2 separate regions of the Oryctolagus cuniculus genome follow, and region 2 is linked to region 1. The links are chromatin contacts, called in public Micro-C maps. All regions are on one chromosome and are shown on one strand. The core of a region is the stretch at or near the end of the contact, and the rest is flanking DNA. Distances in the headings are between cores, read along the strand shown. Region 1 overlaps VPS53 (VPS53 subunit of GARP complex). Region 2 holds the start of RFLNB (refilin B).

Region 1 (5,639 bases), core at 976-3,475:
GCAAGCAACGGCTTTACCCACTATTCCACGGTGCTGGCCCCCGGTGGTTAACTCATGTTTGCTATGCTGACTTTCTCACTTGATCCATCATTTCACAGTAGGAACTTACCTTCCATTGTTAGAAGAGGAAAGAATTTAAGAAGTGAGGTCAAAGAACTAATCTACATGTTGATTTCCTTCTAGGATCCTGTTGAGGCAACTGGCTGTAAAGACTGATTCACCTCTCACCTCCACGATGCATGGGTTCACATTTGGGTTTGTTGATACCCATCAGTAATTTCTGTAAGGGAATGCTCTTTCACCCAAGGCACTGACGCACACTTTACAAACTTCTTTTGGAAGTGTTTAAATGCAGAAGCTTATTCTTCATTTCCTACCCTAATTAACATACAATTTGTAGCCACCTGCAGAGATGGATGCTGTTGCCAGCTAGTGCCGAAAGAGGACAGTTGTAGATCAGTCACTGCTGAAGAGGACACTGGAAGTCCTCTAATACAGGCTTCTAGCCCTACCCTGTTTTTCACAAGTGTTCTTAGTTGTGGGGCACACACAGCTCAAGTCTCGCCTGTGCCCGGAAGTGACTTTAAAAACAGACTGCAGATCATGGCAAGGAGGTCTACAAATCATTGTCTGTCAGTTCACTTCTGTGCTCTGGTAGTGCCAAAACCCTGTGACGGACGCCTGTTGCCTTTTCAGCCACCTTAGTCTCAGAGTCAGAAAGAATGTGGGTGAGGAAATGTCGGGGTAGTGGGCGTGAAGAGACGTTGCTGGGTCTGTTGTGATTATCATGGAGGTGATCAGGAGCCCTGGGAGTACGGCCCCACGTGCTTCTGGCCAGGGGTAAGCCTTCCCCTCCAGAGATTGTCCTGGTTGAGAAGGGAACTCGTGCTGTGTCTGTGCTTCCAAGGGGAGGGAAGGAACAGAGGGATGACTGCGGGAAGCTGTGTCTTGTGACCTGGCACCGAAGGAGGCCATCTGTTGGCCCATGCTGTGGGAGTCACAAGATGCTCTGAGGTGCAGTTTTGTGAATGTTCCTTTCTCTCCTATCTGAGTTCACGCTCTAGGGATGTTTCCCATTGTCTGTTGGGCAACTTTAGATGATGGCCCTGATTCTGATCTGGGAGGCGAGGCTATTCCAGTAATAGCCTTATCTCAGCCACTTCTGGCTGAGAAAACTTTGAAAACTGACTTTAAAAGGTTGCAAGCACACCTATGAGAAAAGTTTGAAAGTTTGAAAAGTCTGAAAAGTTTTAAAGATAGTGGAAAAACCCTGGAAAGTATTTGGAATAAGGCATAATTATAACTATGCCACAGAAAAAACAGACTGTTGTGAGTTGTGCCTATCCCATCATTAAAAAAAAAAAAAAAAAAAAAAACTCAGCAAGTTGCCAGGTACTCCTTCGTAGCCAAAGAAATTGTGGTTTTGAGCTGTTCACTATTTCTAGAAACTTCATAAAGTTAATTCCAAAGTAGCAGGGTGGAGACCAAGAAAGGAAGCATGCTGTTTTATGCTGCTTTCACAGAGCTGAAGTATTTGTCTCGGGCTCAGGCACTTCAGCAACACCCCTAGAGCCTAGTTTCCCTCCGGCTCTGGGAGTCTGCTGGCACGAGGCGTCCACCAGCATAAGGCAGCTAGTGCAGGACGGGGAGGGTGCGACCACGTGCAGGGGGTGCTGACGGGCAGACCGTTCCTTCCTCATCCTAGCACTTTTCCCATCTTCTGTTTGATTCAAGACAGTTAACATCTTGAACTCCTGGTACACATGCAAACCGCTGTTAAGTACTGACCTCCTCTCTTTGACTGGGTGCCTTGCGGTTCAGTCTTCATCTTCACAGTCTGCTGAGCATTGATAATGATGCAGTGGCCTTCGCTGTTAGTTAGCAGTTCATCTTATAATTGAGCTCTTTTTCTTTTTACTTTAGAAAACATTCGTTCTGTTCATGTGTTTAAAAATGTTGATCCTTTTGGTCTCTAAGTTTAAAACAAAGCAAAACAAAAACACCCCGAAACAGTTTGGAGCCTTCTTCCCCTCATCCCATTCTCCAAGGAGCCAGAGAACAGTTATACCAGCAATCCAAAATGGGCTTATATTTGATTTGGGTGTCATTATGTATATGACATTCTCCCATAGCATAACTACCCTTCTATGAAATGTTGTGAAGGCTAACACAGATTACCTCACAGCAGGTGGAGGGTGGCCTTGAACAACTCTGGACATACAAAAATTCCATCAGGTGCTGGGTCCCGATCCTGTAAACCTGCGGCCAACTAGAGCGTGGCCACGCTCATCCAGCCAAACACTCTCCTGCAGCCCGCCTGGATGCTGTCTGAAGACTTCCACAGTTTTACTCCTTATGGATTGTGTGTTTGGTGCCGATGCTGATGTGTGCTCTTCTTATCACAGAGTGAAAGCTGCGCAGACTGAGTTAGGACAGCAAATCCTGGCAGATTTTGAAGAAGCATTTCCTTCCCAGGGTACCAAGGTACTATTTTGCACTTTCCCTCAGTCTTTAGGTATTATTACTAATCTTGCCTACCTAATTCATGTTCATTATAGTTGCCATTCATTTATCATTCCAAAAGTAGTCGCTGGCAGCAAATATATGTTTGCTGAAAATTGAGAGTAATGAGACTGACCTTGATTTTTAAATATTTCCAGAGTGATGTTCTCCCAGCCTTAAAAATTAAGGATTTATTTTGGTTTCATTTAGTCTATGTCAAACTTTGTATATTGTCTGCCCTAAACATTTCTTTTTTTTTTTTTTCCCTCATGGCTGTGTTTGAAAAAAAAAATCTTCAAGCCACAGTGTTTTTTAGGATTGTTACATAATTTATGGGTTTTGGTTTGGTGAAAAGACAACGGGGAGGAGTATCCGCAGACTTATGTAATTCTCAGGGTGACACCATGAGACTCACTTCTAATGAACATAATCCTGTTCTTTGGAATGACTGCCCTTTAGCTCTCACTGGTAGCAGAGCTGTTTGTGTTGTGTCTGCGAAGCCCACAGTATTCTGTGTGTGAGCTATTGGTTACTCTTCTCATATAACAAGCTTTCCTGCACTTAGCTGGACTTAGTTAACTGCTGTTAGCTCTCTCCTTCAAATTGTAGCAGATGTCATCCTAATGCTTTGCATGTGTCCAAGAGGGGAAAATCCTCAGAATCTTTTTTCTGTATTATTTGAGCTATTTCAAGAGAAAGAATTGTTAAGGGCAGAAATGAACCGAAGCACACACAGGCTGTCAGCCCTCCCTGCGGCACTGGGTGGGGGGAGGGGGGTATGGTTTCACTCCTGGGCCAAGGGACATTTCCTGGATCTACTTTATAATTCAATAACTGGAAATATCTTAAGCATTTGTTCTTTGTGCTCCATAAAGGAAACTTAGGAAGTAGGGGGGAGTGGCCGCCCCAGCTTTATTTAGGAAAACTGCTCCAGACTTTCATGTCGTTTTGTGGCTATCTGCAGGTAATCAGGTATTTATTTGTAAAGTACTGTTCTTGGAGACGTCATCTTCCTTAGTTCTCTGATATAACTGCAGGCAGGTGGCAGATGTTGACAAGCCATTATTCCTGTTGTGCTACTTGAGGAACATGCAGGGCAGAGCAGTCGAAAGGGACTGTGGGGACAGTCTCTGACTGTGAGCGCCACTGTCTGATCTCAGGCTCGAGCCAGTTCAGAAGGACGTGAGTGAGGCTAGTCTTAATTACGTAGAAGGAACCAACCATGAACTGCTTTCTGTCTTTTTTCCCAGGTCCCACCAGGCGGATGAAATTAAAGGGTTTTCTTTACGATTCATCTGTCTTCTCTCTGGCTCTGTGACTTGTTGTTATTTTAAACAGTTTTGTTTTTTACAAAGATTTATTTATTTACTTTGAAAGTCAGAGTTACACACAGAGAAGGAGAGGCACAGAGAGAGAGAGAGAGAGAGAGAGGTCTTCTATCTGCTGGTTCATTCCCCAGATGGCTGCAACTGCCGGAGCTGCGCCAATCTGAAGCCAGGAGCCAGGAGCTTCTTCCTGGTCTCCTACATGGGTGCAGGGGCCCAAGGACTTGGGCCATCTTTTACTGCTTTCCCAGGCCATAGCAGAGAGCTGGATTGGAAGTGGAGCAGCTGGGACTTGAACTGGCGCCCATATGGGATGCCGGCACTGCAGGTGGTGACTTAACCTGCTATACCACAGTGCCGATGTTTCTTTTTCCTTGTCAGAGGTATTGATTTCTCTTAAAGGCCTTGTGTTATTATTCCTATTTTACAAATGGAATCAAGATATTTTTTAAAGTATCCAAGATAACTTAATCATGTTTTTATATGTGAAAAAAATCCATGAACAAAAAAGTTTTGACCTCTCTGACTTCTTTGTCAAATGAAACACTCTCATCCAAAAGCAAGGGTTGAGTAGTTAGTGTGTTGGGGATGATGTGACAACCATCCAGTGTGGAGCAAATCAGTATTCTAACAGTTTAGTTCTCAGGCAACACTTTTAGGTCTTAGGGAAACACTTAAATACCACTGAGATGCATAGGAGTGGACAAAATTGACCAAAAACAAAAAAAGATTTAGAATTACCTTATTCATTTACCTAAAGTCCATTATTTTTCAGATGAGGTTGAATAACTGCACCAGTGATACGTGGCTTCCTAACCAAGCCAAGAGTAGATTCCAAGTGTTCTTTTTCCTATAGTCCCCTCAGCCAGCCACACTCATCCAGTGGTTTCCTATCAAGAAAGGTTCAGCTAGATTGAAATAGTTTCTATAATAACGAAGGTCTTCCCTTGGTGGCGAGTCAGTGTCCTTCCACTATTCTTTGCAGGTCAAGGGGCCAATATCACAGTATGTTGCTTTTGGCTGCCTGTCTGGCTCCGACAATATTTGGCACAAATACAGCACTATAAGAGTAGGCGTCCCAGAGTGGGGAGTCAGGGAAGTGCCACGCGTTGAGTAAGGCTAGTGTCGCTCTGACTTTTAGGCCTCTCTGACAGAGTCTTGGACATCAGATGCTAGTGTCTTTCTGACTTTTTTAAATCTTTTCCATTTGGCATTCAGAAAGTAAAATTCCCTACGGTCTTTGCTGGCCTTGTTTTCCGAAATGTCTCATTGCTGATTCACAGGGTGGTTTTTCTGATGGCTACTGCGAGACTAGCTTAATGATGCTTTCATCAAGGAACAAGCAACTAAAATATGCATCCACAGTAGGGAGAATGAGTGTCAAGGGAGTGGGGATAATGATAACAGTGAGAAACAGGCTGCAGCAGCTGTCAGAGACCGTGAGATTTGAAGACTGCCTCTGGCTTCTGAACTGGTGCATGTCGTTTGTTTCCTAGAGGCCAGGAGGACCCAGCAATGTCCTACGAGATGCGTGTCTGGTTGCTAATATTTTGGACCCCAGAGTCAAGCAGGAAATCATCAAAAAGTTTATTAAACAGCACCTGTCAGAATATCTAGTGCTTTTTCAAGAAAATCAAGATGTAAGTATTGATCAAATGAGATCAGATGTAACATTTGCGTTTTATTGAAAAATGAAGGCTGTCAGGCCTACTGATTTATATGTCGTTAGAATACTATCTTATAGTGTTGCTTGTTGAACCATGAATCCTGGTGGTAGACTTTACAGCTCTGTGGTTCTTAACCATTTTGAAG
Region 2 (5,639 bases), core at 1,623-4,122, 110 kb after region 1:
CAACCTGGGAAGCAGCAGCATCTTTGAAAGCAGGTGCAGCCGGCGCCGCGGCTCACTAGGCTAATCCTCCCCCTTGCGGCACCGGCACACCGGGTTCTAGTCCCGGTTGGGGCACCGGATTCTGTCCCGGTTGCCCCTCTTCCAGGCCAGCTCTCTGCTGTGGCCAGGGAGTGCAGTGGAGGATGGCCCAAGTGCTTGGGCCCTGCACCCCATGGGAGACCAGGAGAAGCACCTGGCTCCTGCCTTCAGATCAGCGCTATGTGCTGACCGCAGCACGCTGGCCGCAGTGGCCATTGAGGGTGAACCAACGTAAGGAAGACCTTTCTTTTTGTCTCTCTCTCTCACTGTCCACTCTGCCTGTCCAAAAAAAAAAAAAAAAAAAAGAAAGAAAGAAAGAAAAAGAAAGGTGCATAGAGGGGCGAGCGAGCAGGGCGGGCAGCAGGGGTCCCAGCTGGGGCTGAGGGGGACTGTCCTGCTGTCCCCAAGTTCAGACAGCCTCTTGGCCTGTAGGACCCAGGAGCCTTGAGCAGAAACCTTAAGAAAAGGAGCCAGGAGGGTAGATCTGGAGCAGGAGAGGAAGAGGGGTTTGGAATTGCAAGGTCGTATTAGTGTTATGAAGATCTGATTATTGGTCTTGCCCTGCAGGGTTCAAGTCTGACTCCTGGAGCAGGGCAGGCATCCAGGAAACCAGCAGGAGGGGCCCGGGCCCTCCCACCAGCCGCAACACCCGCAGCCGTGTCTGGAGCTTTGGCAGACATGGCACCCATCCCGGGTGGCCGGTGAAGCCGCTGGACCACCGGCTGGTGACCAGTGAGAGGCCCTAGCGGGGGCCGGGGGGCCGGGAGAGCATTGCACAGCTGGGCCTTATTGAGGCTGGGACAGTGGGATTGGAAAAAAGCAAAGCAAATGGGTCAGAGGCCTCTGTGTGAGCAGATTTGTTCCTGTGCACAGGGCACAAGACAGACGCCTTCTCAGATCTCTGGAACTCTCCATCTGGGGTTGGGGGTCTTGCAATCGCGCGGGGCCAGCAGCAGCCAGGTTCCAGGTGGGAGCTTGGCAAGTGGTGGGTGAGCCTTCCCCTCTCATCCTCAGTTCTCCCCAAACCCCAGCTCACTTGCAGTAAAGACCCAAGACTGCAAAACAACGCCTTTTATGTCTCCAGCGAGCACGAGGAGTTCCCAGCAGTAGGAAGCTGCAAACCACAGCCGCCCCCAGCCTGCATGCACTGCACGTTCTGCTTTGAATTAGGGCTGCAAGAGGAGTGCCCTGGAGGCCTGGGGCTGAGGGAAGGACACACTCAGCCCAAGGTCACCACGTGGAGCACAGTGGCTGCCCCAAGGGCTCCCACCCTCCTTCCTTCCCAGGCAGCCGCCACAGGCTGTGCACTGTGGGATCCTAGAGGCCGCCCCTCAGGGGTGGCAGCTCAGAGCAGCTGGTTCCCTAGGGTTGACCACAGCGAGGGCTCTTCCCGGCCCGCAAGTTCTGGTCCACCTGACTCTCTGAGTGGAGCCAGGAGCGCAAGTTGCTGATGTGAGGCCTCCTTGCAAAAATCCCTTCCGGCCTTTATTTTCTGGGGACTCGGGAAGGCTCTTTTTTGTGCATTTGGGGAGGGTTGGAAGAATCAGCCCCTGGCTCCCAGGCAGGGGGCCTCCAGGGTGGACCTCGCCCAGGGGCTGATCATCTGCCTCCTTGCCAGCTGCCTGTGACATCTGCTGTCCACTGGGCTCAGCAGACCCCCGTCTGTGCAGGGAAACCAATGGTCTCCCAGGTGACACAGGTCAAAATGGAGACAGTTACAGACAGAAAGGGAGAAACAGAAAGATCATCCATCTGGTGGTTCACTCCCCCAAATAGCTGCCACTGCTGGAGCTGGGCTGATCCGAAGCCCGGAGCCAGGAGCTTCTTCCGGGTCCCCCACGTGGGTACAGGGGCCCACACCATTGCAAAAAGCTGGCTCAGAAGTGGAGCCACTGGGACTCATATAGGATGCCAGCACTGCAGGCGGCAGCTTTACCTGCTACGCCACACCGTAGGCCCCAATCTCCAGGCTCTTGGTTGAACTCCACCAGAACCCCTAGGGCTGAGGGGTGCCCCCTGTGCATGCGGGTCAGGCGGATCCCGGGAAAGGTGCTGGCTCTGGGGTCAGTCCAGACCCCCTGAAACCAGGTCCTGCCCGCAACGGGGCTTCTCTGCGAAGCCAGAGGCCAGGGCAGACGTCTGGGTCTGCTCAGTGCGGGGTTCCCCGGGGGCGCGCAGCCCACAGCTCCCGTGGCGGCGGCGGGGAAGCTGCCTCCCCCCACTGCGGGGCCCTGGCCCCCGAGGCGGCGCCCGGGCAGCCGGCTGAGCTCATCCACGTCACCGTCTCCCCTGCCGAGTGGGCCCCCACCGAAACCAGGGCCCCCGGGAGCCCCGCGGTGGGCCCTCTTTCCTCCGGGCCGCCGTGAGCGTCGGCAGTGGCCGGAGCCATCCGACGCACATTAACTATTAATAATTTCCAGTTGTGAGCTCGCTGTGGCCGGCTCTCCGCCGGCTGCCCCCGACCGCCAGTTCTGGAGAGCCCGGGGCGAGCGCCTCCCAGCCCGCGGGCACAGGGCTTTGGCGCGGGGGTGGGCGAGTGGGTGGGGGAAGGTACCCGCGCCCACCTGTAGCCTGGTGGGGGTCGACGGCGCTGGGGGTGCCTCTCCCGCCCGCCCGGCGCCCCCTGCAGCGCCGGTGGGCAGCAGCCGGGGGCGGGCTCGGCGGCCCGGCGGAGCTCGGCGCGGGCGGCGCACGGCGGGAGCGCAGCGGCCCCTGGCGCCGGTCCTCGCGGCGGGGCCTGTGAGGGCTGGGCCGGCCCGGGCGCGGCGGGCCGGGGCGGGGCGGAGGGCGGGCCCCGGAGCGCGGCCGCCGGCGAGACCCGGACGGCGCGCGCGGGCGGCCGGGCAGGGAGGGCGGCCGGGCGGGCAGCGGCCCCGGCCCGCGTCTGCGCCCCTCGCGGCCCTCGCTCGCCCGCGACCCCGCGCCCAGCCATGGTGGGCCGGCTGAGCCTGCAGGATGTGCCCGAGCTCGTGGACGCCAAGAAGAAGGGCGACGGCGTCCTGGACAGCCCGGACTCGGGGCTGCCCCCCAGCCCCAGCCCCAGCCACTGGGGGCTCGCGGCGTCTGCGGGCGGCGGCGCGGGCGGCGGCGGCGGGGAGCGCGCGCCGGCTCCGGGGGCGCTGGAGCCCGACGCGGCGGCGACCCCCGCGGCCCCGGTGAGTGGCCCAGATCTGACTCCTTCCCTCCCCAGCGCGCCCGTCCCCCCACCCCACCCCGGCAGGCCGTGTCGCCCTGCCTGGGACGCGCCGTCGGCGTGGCTGTCGCCGGGAGCCCGGGCGGGAGCAGCGCGATACTGGCCAGCTGGAGTCGGAGGCTGGAAAGTTGTCGTCGCCTGGGAGGCGCGCGGGGGCCGGGAGAGGCGCGCCGCTGTCCCCTCCCTCGGGTGGCCGCCCCCGGTGGCCGCCAGGCTGCGGCTCAGCCACGTTCGCTCCCGGGTCGGGCGGGCGGGCGGGGCCCCCGGGACCTGGCACGGGACCCCAGCCTGCCTTCCGAGGCCCGTGAGCCCACTCCGCTGTGCCCCGGGCTCCCCGATTCTGAGAGCAAGCGCGCCCTGCTTTCGGTCACTCCCTAGCCTTGACTTCCTGGCGGCGGCCCCTGTCCCGAGAGCGCCCGAGTGTCCCGTGTGTCGCAGGTGGCTGAGGCCTTTTCAGTATTAAGCCTTTTACTTTACTTTACTTTTTTTTTTTTTTACTCAACGAAAAAATCTCCACCACAGTTTACTGCCCTCTGCCCCGGGGCTGAAGTCGTGGTGGCCCCTTAAGGACCTGCACTGCCCCTGCCTCCAGGGGAGCCTCCGGGGTTTGCAGCCTTGCTGCAGGCTGGCCTGCTCCCCTCCCCTCCCCTCCCCTCCCCTCCCCTCCCCCCTGACATTCACAAGGTCTATTACCTCTTCCAGCAAGGTCTTGCTGGCCCTTCAGTGCCCAGCCCGGGTCACCTCCTCTGGGAAACCTTCCCCGATGTTCCCCAGAGCCGTGCCAGGGGCGCTTTGTGCTTGGGGCTGGGGGGTTATAACCTCGGCTGCCCCACCCCCTCCCCGAGGTGCACCTGGGGCAGGGTGGGTGCACGGGGAGCGTCTGTTGATGGGCAGGAAGGGGAGAGAAGGGCAGAGAACCCGGTGCTGGTGTGGATACCTGGGAGAAGGATGTGGGGTGTGTGTCGGGGAGCTGCCTGGGAGGTGCCCCCTGCTGTCCGGGTGTGGGGCTGCGGCCAGAGCATGGCCCAACTGTCCCAGTCAGAGGCTGTTTCCAGAAGCTGATTCTCGCCTCGACCGTGACCTCTGCCTGGACTTAGGACACTCCCCACCCAGACCCGGAAGCCGAGTGCTCAGGACCCTCTGCCCGGTCCTGTCCAAGTCTCTGTGGGCTTTTGCATTGCCCCCTGTGCCCCTGTTTGCCCCTGCTCGTGGCCTGTCATGCAGGGGGTCTCTCAGGCCGCCTGCAAGGTGTTGAGGAGGGGCTGCCGCCACCACACCTGGGCCCAGGTGTTTTTCCTTCTCAGATCAGAGAATGACAGGTGCTTACGCAAGGAGGGCGCGCAGGGGCTGCTGACTTTGCACTTAATGCAGAAGCTCTGACCCCAGTAGCCGGGTGGGACCGGCCGTCACATCGGGGCTGGCACTGTCACCGTGAAGCAGGGCCCCTGATGCTTGTGCAGGCTGGAGAACCAAGGGCAAAGTGGAGAACATCCTGGGGTTCACCTCACCCATGAACTTGCGCTTGCCGGCTTCCTGCTGTGGGATGGGTGCTGATCCCACAGCCCCAGAAACGCAGGAAGTTGCACCAAATCCTTAGCTGAGAAAAACTCCCAGTGGTGATTTTTGTCAGAGCCTTCTCCAGAGTGTCCCAGAGAGAGCGTGGTTGGGGGCTCTGCGGGTCAGGTCTGCTTTGCAGGCTGCCCCTGGCCTGAACATGGCTCAGTGTCCTCTGACAGTGCAGGGGGCAAGGACGGGGATTTGAACCCAGACCTCCTGGCTCCCTGTCCAGTGCTCTTCCCAGGTGTGGCTCAGCCCTTGATCCCCACAGCTGGAGGCTCAGGACTGTGACCTTGGCATGGGGATGGGGGGCACGGGAATGTGTGTGTGTGTGGGGGGGGTGCATCCCCTGGCTCTGGGCCGGCTCTAACTGCCTTCTCCTTGTCCTGGAAGGCTCCAGCATCCGTCCCCAGTGCCCTGGCCGCCGGCTGCCCGCCAAGACTGTGCCCACTGTCCTTTGGCGAAGGAGTGGAGTTTGACCCCTTACCCCCGAAGGAAGTGAGGTAAATATTCCAGGCCTGATTTTATTTCATTTTTGAAGTTTCGTGCTGTTGGAGGCGCAGTCCATGGGAAAGGAAAAGCAGACTGATACTTGGCGGGGGGGGGGGGGGGGGGGGCGTTGTTAGCTGTGTTTTCCTGCCTCCCAGTGAAGAAGGAAGTCGCATGGTATCCGCGCTGCAGCCACGAGGCCCCCAGGTGTGTGGGATCTTGCACTGTTCATTCCTCTGGCCAGAAGCCCTTAGCAGCCCTGGAGGCGCCACACCCTTGTCCCTTGTCACATCCTCACCAGGCTCCCTGGGTCTGCCCCCGA

Evidence for each region. Hi-C and Micro-C count contacts between places; a contact is called where the count stands out from the background.
Region 2: a Micro-C map of ear pinna shows a contact between it and region 1, with 5 times the contacts expected there. The contact joins the promoter of RFLNB here to the enhancer-like site in region 1. A contact is called at or near these places in 2 of 6 Hi-C or Micro-C datasets (ear pinna and psoas muscle).

The regions. Positions count from the first base shown.
Region 1 is chr17:46,538,271-46,543,909 of mOryCun1.1, forward strand. It overlaps VPS53 (VPS53 subunit of GARP complex), which reads left to right. Exons shown (of 23, transcript XM_070061172.1): 9 at 2,406-2,484; 10 at 5,324-5,467. Among named protein-coding and RNA genes, the nearest start is that of TLCD3A, 63 kb to the left of the region's middle. Within about 2 kb of position 2,226, at least 3 of the 8 cell types and tissues checked have an H3K27ac peak or open chromatin away from gene starts, as enhancers often do. A contact at or near this core is called in ear pinna, where this site is marked.
Region 2 is chr17:46,649,846-46,655,484 of mOryCun1.1, forward strand. It overlaps RFLNB (refilin B), which reads left to right and starts at 2,873. Exons shown (of 3, transcript XM_051824574.2): 1 at 2,873-3,233; 2 at 5,222-5,331. The coding sequence starts at 3,009.